Regions from separate parts of the Mus musculus genome. Here region 1 is linked to region 2. Evidence: chromatin contacts called from public HiChIP or PLAC-seq data. All regions are on one chromosome and are shown on one strand. The core of a region is the stretch at or near the end of the contact, and the rest is flanking DNA. Distances in the headings are between cores, read along the strand shown. Region 1 overlaps Heatr6 (HEAT repeat containing 6). Region 2 overlaps Taf15 (TATA-box binding protein associated factor 15).

Evidence for each region. HiChIP or PLAC-seq counts read pairs in DNA pulled down with a chosen protein or histone mark.
Region 1: a contact with region 2 is called in an H3K27ac HiChIP or PLAC-seq map of embryonic stem cells, with 4 times the contacts expected there. The contact joins two enhancer-like sites. A contact is called at or near these places in 3 of 484 Hi-C or Micro-C datasets (the C10 cell line, bone marrow-derived macrophages and nephron progenitors), 3 of 115 datasets of contacts at active chromatin or transcription factors (CD8 T cells, embryonic stem cells and large pre-B cells) and 4 of 9 other capture datasets (adipose tissue, embryonic stem cells, liver and 1 more).

Annotation. Positions count from the first base shown.
Region 1 is chr11:83,773,893-83,777,383 of GRCm38.p6, reverse strand. It overlaps Heatr6 (HEAT repeat containing 6), which reads right to left. Exons shown (of 20, transcript NM_145432.3): 13 at 3,392-3,491; 14 at 2,876-2,962; 15 at 1,549-1,683; 16 at 648-770; 17 at 22-146. Among named protein-coding and RNA genes, the nearest start is that of Heatr6, 22 kb to the right of the region's middle. Within about 2 kb of position 1,648, at least 7 of the 459 cell types and tissues checked have an H3K27ac peak or open chromatin away from gene starts, as enhancers often do. A contact at or near this core is called in embryonic stem cells, where this site is marked.
Region 2 is chr11:83,494,102-83,497,567 of GRCm38.p6, reverse strand. Taf15 (TATA-box binding protein associated factor 15) reads right to left here. Exons shown (of 16, transcript NM_027427.3): 8 at 272-306. Among named protein-coding and RNA genes, the nearest start is that of Gm32650, 17 kb to the left of the region's middle. Within about 2 kb of position 1,892, at least 11 of the 459 cell types and tissues checked have an H3K27ac peak or open chromatin away from gene starts, as enhancers often do. A contact at or near this core is called in embryonic stem cells, where this site is marked.

The DNA.
Region 1 (3,491 bases), core at 399-2,898, 280 kb before region 2:
GAAAACAGCTGAGTCACTTACATGTTGACAATCAGAGTATCTGTCAGGTTGCCCAGGGACCAGGCTGCTTTGGCGCGCACGTTTAGTGACTTATCTTGAAGTGACATCAATATAGCATTTGCTGTGTCTGCAACAAATATGACGTCCTGTACAACAAACCAGGCTACATTACTAAGGAGTTTACACTGCTGCCTCTGAACCTTACAGCTTATTTTCACAGAAAGCTTTAGGCCTTTACGGTAATTTTGATTTTGATTTAAAAAGTTTGCTATGGAGCCAGTGTGAGCCTGGGACCGTCACCTGTGCGTTCAGTGCTTGGGCTGACTGCCACCTCCCTCAACAACGTCCTGACAGTGAAAGTAGTTCCCAAAAGCACCGTTTCTCAGTCATTACTTCCATGTGGTAACTTCCTCTTTTTCATCCTTAGACAATTATTCACTAATTAAACATTTGCTGCACACTACAGTCCCAGGCAGTGTGTTGAACAATTAGCAAAGGAAGCGCAGGTGCTGTGCAGCGAAATAGCACCTGAGGAAATCTGACCACATAACAGGCTAATTTCTTTCACTGTCAGCGCAGAAGCCTCACGCCCACAAACGGTATAGGTGCCGAGGAACTGGGGGAGGGCACGCCAGGCTTCCTCTTACCTGTCTGAGGCACGGGAAAAGCACGTAGACTCCAAGGGCCCTGGAGGTGGCGGCTTTCACTAGATGGTTCTTGCTGTCATTCAGGCCGAGCAACACTGTAATGCACAAAATCTGCTTGTCGTTCTGCAACGAGAAGGTTTGAAACAGGGAAAGTGAGAAGGAAGAACAGTGAGCCAGTCTTCCAGGAGCAGCTGTGGGGAGAGCGCCTGTGCAGGGTTCAATCCCCACTGCGACCTGCAGCGGACTCCTGTAAAGGGCAGGTGCCTGACACCGGGGCAGGTGTGTGAGCAGGGATTCTGGGTAAGGCGCACGCAGAGCATCTTATCACACTGCACCTTTCAATGACGTGAACAAGTTCATTTAATCCTTCTGCCTCATTACCTGCCTCCCTTATAAAAGCTAATTTACATAACTAAGAACAGTTAAAAAGCCACTGAGGAATGAACAGGAGCAGCCAAAATCAGACAAAGGATCCTCACCCAGGGCGATGGATCAGGTATGGGCTGGGTGAAGACCCCAGGTGGAGGCCTCTTAACAAGGATTTTTAACAGTCACCTCTCATCTGACTCCTCTGATAAACGGATGATACAAAGCTTTAAAGAAATTCAAGGAGCCAAAGAGCTGGAGGAATGGCTGGGATGTGGACCCAAGACTTTCATCTCAGGACACGACATGCTTGTGAAATCCGCCCTCAGAGCTGTGCTGCCCACACCCACACCCTCTAGGGCCCAGGAGGCCAGGCTTTCCTGGAGGAGCAACACTTCACTGTTCTCGCCACAAACTCAACAGAAACAGCTTCTTTATTAAAGAGAGGAGGCTGAAAAGGTTTCAGAACAGAGAATCACGCTGGTGCCCTGATGCCCAGGGCATGGTCAAGGAGTGAGGGTCCGTGGCAGGTTACCGGCAGACTGCTGAAGGCCTCTGGCAAGATGGAGGACAGGGCATCACAGGCGCTCGCCTGGAGAGTCGGGTGCTCTGCAGACTGCAGGGCTCGGGGCAAAGGACCACTCAGCATCGCAGTCCAGAACACCACCACCTGGAATACAGCAAGTTAGAACCAGAGGTGATTTCCTGTAAACCTGCTTCCCACCTTAATTTGTAAAATAAAGGAGAGCTGATGATTGGGCAGATAAAAGGGAAGGTGGAGTGGAAGGAGAGAGAGAGAGAGAGAGAGAGAGAGAGAGAGAGAGAGAGAGAGAGAGAGAGAGAGAGAGAGAGAGAAAATGGAAGTGGGAGAGGATGCAGAGGAGGAGGAAGAAGAAAAGCAGAGCAGAAGCACATGGCCTGGAGAATCCGAAAGTTCTAAGGGGTCTCAATAAATGTGGAAGATGGCAGTGTAGCAGTAGATCCGCCCAAACTAGGCGTACAGCATGTATTCATATTGAGTTGTGTTTTCACTGCAGGGGCATATTTGGGTGGAGATTTACTGCAAAAAGTGGCTAATGTGGGACCTGTGAAGCCATGCCCTCTAGATGCAGCCTTGCAGATGAGAAGAGTTTGGCTGAAGTGGTAGCTTTTTATAAGTGTTTTCACTGTTCATCTTCCAAAGTAATGGAAACAACTTCTGAAATAACCAGCCACATCCAGTAGGACACTACAGTGTAACTGAGTTGACAGAAATAGTGACAATGATGGTGGTGGTGGTGATAGAGAGCAGAGGTAGTAGCTACAGGGTTAATCAACAGTAGCCGCTTATAGTTCAACAGGGGTAAGAAGTCCTGGGGCAGATGAGATGGTTCAGTGTGTAAAGGCACTTGCTGTGCAAGCTGGTGACCTGAGTACAATCTCTGGAACCCAAATAAAAGTGGCCATAGAGAACCAACTCCACAAACTATCTTTTACTCTCCACATGTAGACATTAGCACACATGCCATATCCCAGTAATAATAAATTCTGGTGTGCTTATTCCACAACCGGAACACCATAGATTTGTTCTGAATTTTATCTGTTATTAGTGTGCACATGTATGACCTTTGTGGCCACATCTGTCATGGTGCACATGGGGATGTCAGAGGAAAACTTGGTGGAATTGGTTCCTTATGTGGGCTCCAGAGATCACACTCAGACTGTCAGGTGTGCAGCCTTGGGCGGCAAGCATCCTTCCCGCAGCGCCATTTCACTGGCGCACCATAGTTTTCAACACTGGAGGAAATGACATCACCTGCTCCGCTTCATTACTGAGCCCAGTAGAACAGAGGAGAAGACACGGGGGCTGGAGGTGGGCTTACCAGGTGGACTGGCACTCTCTGTTCAGGCGCTATGTTGGAATCTGGCTTGTACTGCTGTATCAAGCCTGCACCCAGTTCTTCCAGGAGCTGCCAAGATACAAGAAATGACGGTCAGAGCAGAGACTCGGTTCTACGGAGGCCGCAAATACCCTGCTTCAGTCTGCATCATCTCAAATCAACAGCAAAAGTAGTTTCTCTTCCTTCCTTTTCCTTTTTGTTTGTTTCTTTCAGACAGGGTCTCATTATGTAGCCCTGGCTGGCCTCGAACTTGTGAGATCCAATGACTTTTGCCTCTCTCATGCTGGAGTTAAAAGGCGTGCACACAACATAGGAAAAGTAATTTCTAACTGGTTTTTCTTTTCTCAGCGACTCTGACAGAGCTCTTCTTTCAAGGAGCAAAGCTGACACCTTATGCTCAGCTAACTCTCTGCAGACGAGTCAGGAGAGGGACGTGCCCCTCCTCACCTGAAACCTGGGAAACCACAGAAGCATACGTGTCACTTGTAGCGAGATTACCTTCACGCCGTGGAGCTGAATGGATGGGTTTGCCTCACACATGCACTTACAGATCACCTCGCCCAGCTCCATCAAGTACAACTGAGCCGTTGAAAAATAG
Region 2 (3,466 bases), core at 643-3,142:
TATTGTCAAAACCCAGTGAATTCCTCATTCATCGGTCACAGACTCTTTCATGCAATACACTGTGTAGAGAACGCATTGGACTACTTGAGATCAGATTTGGCTTTTAATATGTACTTGGATATAAGAGTGTATACAGAGAGTACTTTGTAATGCACACAACACACGAGCCTCAACAGAGTAAGAAGGGCTTAGACTGCATCTGCGGGATATTGGTGGCTTTTAGATTTATATAGCATTTCCACTGAAACATTTTGGGATACTCAGCACTTACCACCAAAATTTTTGAAGCCACCGCGGTCACCACCACTGCAGAGGAAAAATTGAAGAAATGATTTCTTCCTTAAGTAAGTCTCTAATGTGCTGAGCCCTGGGCTCAATCTACACTTAACTGTCACAAGTAGAGTGCCTAGAAAAATAGTAGCACCAACTTTCCAGTAAATCCATTTCAGAGTTCAATGATTCAATCTAAGTGCTTTCCCAAGGATTTATTTCCACAAGCTGTCTTCTCACATTTATAACACATCTAATATTACTTTTTATGTTAAAAAAAATTCATCTTCCCAACCCCAAGCCAAAAGATTACTACTCAAACCATAACTTAAAGCTGCAGGCACAGCATGAAAAATATGAAATTAGAGTATTAGGACTATTTTTAAATATAAGAAAGAAAAAACTAAAAGACTAGAGGAATAAAAAGTAAAGTTAGACTTTGATAGCAGAACAGAAAAGGTAAAAACTTGAAGACAGATTCTGCTGTGATATTAAATTATGGATTTTATTAATTTTTAAAGGGATAAACTTTTTTAAAAAATGAGTCTGAATAAAGATAGTCTTAAAACTTTAAACTTAAGACTGATAAAAAGTGAGGACTAAAAAAAAAGCTAAACTCAAAACTTCTCTCCATGATCCACTTTAATATGAGATCTTTTCCTATCACAGCAGAGGTTCAAGCTGCCAAATGGTCTAAAGACCAAACCAACAAAATATGTGAAAGATGCAAAGCCACAGAATGACTTTGACAAATTTATACTGTCAGTTAAGTCAATGATCCTTGTACACATAAGGTTTTATGTAACAAATCTAAGCAGCTCATGCTAACCAAGTAATTAAAACAAAAAACCAACCAACCAACCAACCAAACAAACAAACAAAAAAAGACCCCAAAATTCTCAAGTGAAAACCTTCTATAACACAAGTGCTGATAAGGAACTAACAGTTTCAGATTATATCTGAGTTGCTGCTCATCTATCATGATCCTAGCAGCTAACCTATTTATTATCTGCTTACAAACCTCTGCTCTAGGGACTACCCAACTCTAGATGGCTTTTCTGAATTGTCCAATTAAAACTAACTAAATAAGAAAGCTTTCTCTTTTTAATTACACTACCATAAAAACATTTTGCTTTGCAATCAACTTAGGACAGACACAAGTGTTTTAATTTGCTTTTAAATTGTATAAGTCCCAGAAAACCCTTCTTTCTAGCAGGAGAATAAGGTTCATTCAAGGCTATGTAGACCATACTAAACTGAAGTCCTTCATAAATACAGCTTTGTATTTAAAATTACTGTTTTAGCACAGTACCTAAACTTTCCCTGTACTTTAACTGAAAGGTCTATCACTGCTACCTCTTTAAGAAAGAGAAGCTACTCATTACTATTTTGGTTTTAGTTTCTTGAGACAGGATAAGGATGGTCCTGAATTTGCTACCTAGATAAAGATGAACTTGAGTTCCTGATCCTTTTGTGTTGAGGTTTGGCCTTTTGCCACGTAAGATACTGCTAAATTCTCTATCCCAAGGTCATTGCCTCAAGACAAGTGAATTCTCAAGTATACCAGCTTTTGTTATGCAAATCTTGCTCTTTAAAACTACTTGTTGAATAATGATGCCTACAGCCTGTAGCTGGGCAGAAAAGAGGTAGTAGTAAGCTTAGGTTCCTGGGCTTGGGGTCTGAGACAGAGTCCACTAGGAGTGAGCAGAAAGAAGGCAGAAAGCGCCATGGGGTAAGTATAACTTGAGTGCATAGCCATGAAGGCCCACCTGTTGGCGGTAGGAGTGGCCCAGGTGTAACATTGCAAATGGTATTTGGAGAGGGGGGGTGTTTACTGATAGGAAAGTAGACAAAAGAGCAGAGGGTTGATATCTGCCCAGTTCTAATGCTTTAAGGCTTATTATAAACATAAAGGTTTTGTGTCTTTTTTATTTGGAACTAAATGATTAAGGTGGGGTAGAAACCCCCAAATAAAGTTTACCACAACGCTTTTGCTTCCTCCTCTAAAGTACATTTGTCATAAACAAGCAGAGGTTAAATTGTTGAAAATAAAATGTTCCCCTTCTTTTTCAGTACTGGGGTCTCATGCTTGCTTAAATGGTCTATTTTCCAAGCCCCTTGAAAATTGTATTAGAAACCAAGGTTCCTTCAAAAATGAACCTTAGAACCCCAGTGACAGACAAGAATTAAAATATCAAGCCCACATTTCTTAAAACTTTTTTCCTTGTATATGGTGCATGCATGCATGGGTGTGGGTGTGGGTGTGGGTGTGGGTGTGTGTGTGTGTGTGTGTGTGTGTGTGTGTGGTGTGTGTGTGTGTGTGTGTGTGTGTGTGTGTGTGTGTGTGTGTGTGTGTGTGTCGGGGGGGGGGGGGTTACACCCTAATTGCTATATTGTCCAGCCAGGGCTACACAGAGAAACCGTGTGTGTGTGTGTGTGTGTGTGTGTGTGTGTGTGTGTGTGTGTGTGTCGGGGGGGGGGTTGTGTGTGTGTGTGTGTGTGTGTGTGTGTGTGTGTGTCGGGGGGGGGGGGGGGTTTACACCCTAATTGCTATATTGTCCAAAAAACAGCTGATCTGGCCCACAATAAAGAAAAATATACAGTGTTATGTGTAAGGGAGACTCATTTCCATTCTTTTTTTTTCTTCAAGACAGGGTTTCTCTGTGTAGCCCTGGCTGTCCTGGAACTCACTCTATAGACCAGGCTAGCCTCGAACTCAGAAACCCACCTGCCTCTGCCTCTGCCTCCCAAGTGCTGGGGTTAACTGTTTAAAAGGAAAAAAAAAAAGATAGAGATGACTCAATGGTTATCTTGCTGCTCGTTCAGAAGATCCAAGTTCAGTTTCCCAGCACCCATGCTCAGTGGTTGCAATAAAACTGCCTACAATTCTAGCTCCAAAGGATCCAATACTCTATTCTGTCTGTGGGCACCACCACATGGCAAATATTTACAAAAAAATAAATACACATAAGTAAAAGTATTTTTTAAAAGATGCATCCTCTAAAAGGATATATAACATTAAGGCTGAGTTTCCTTTTTTACAAAACTCAGTCCTATACCCTTACTATTCAAAGGGTAAGTATAAGTATAAACATAGCCCAAGAGCTTCGCAGAAAATGGTAATTTGCATTTTAGTAAGATCCCCATGTAACACATTATATATATTTAAGTCTAAGAAATACCATCCTAATGTTTA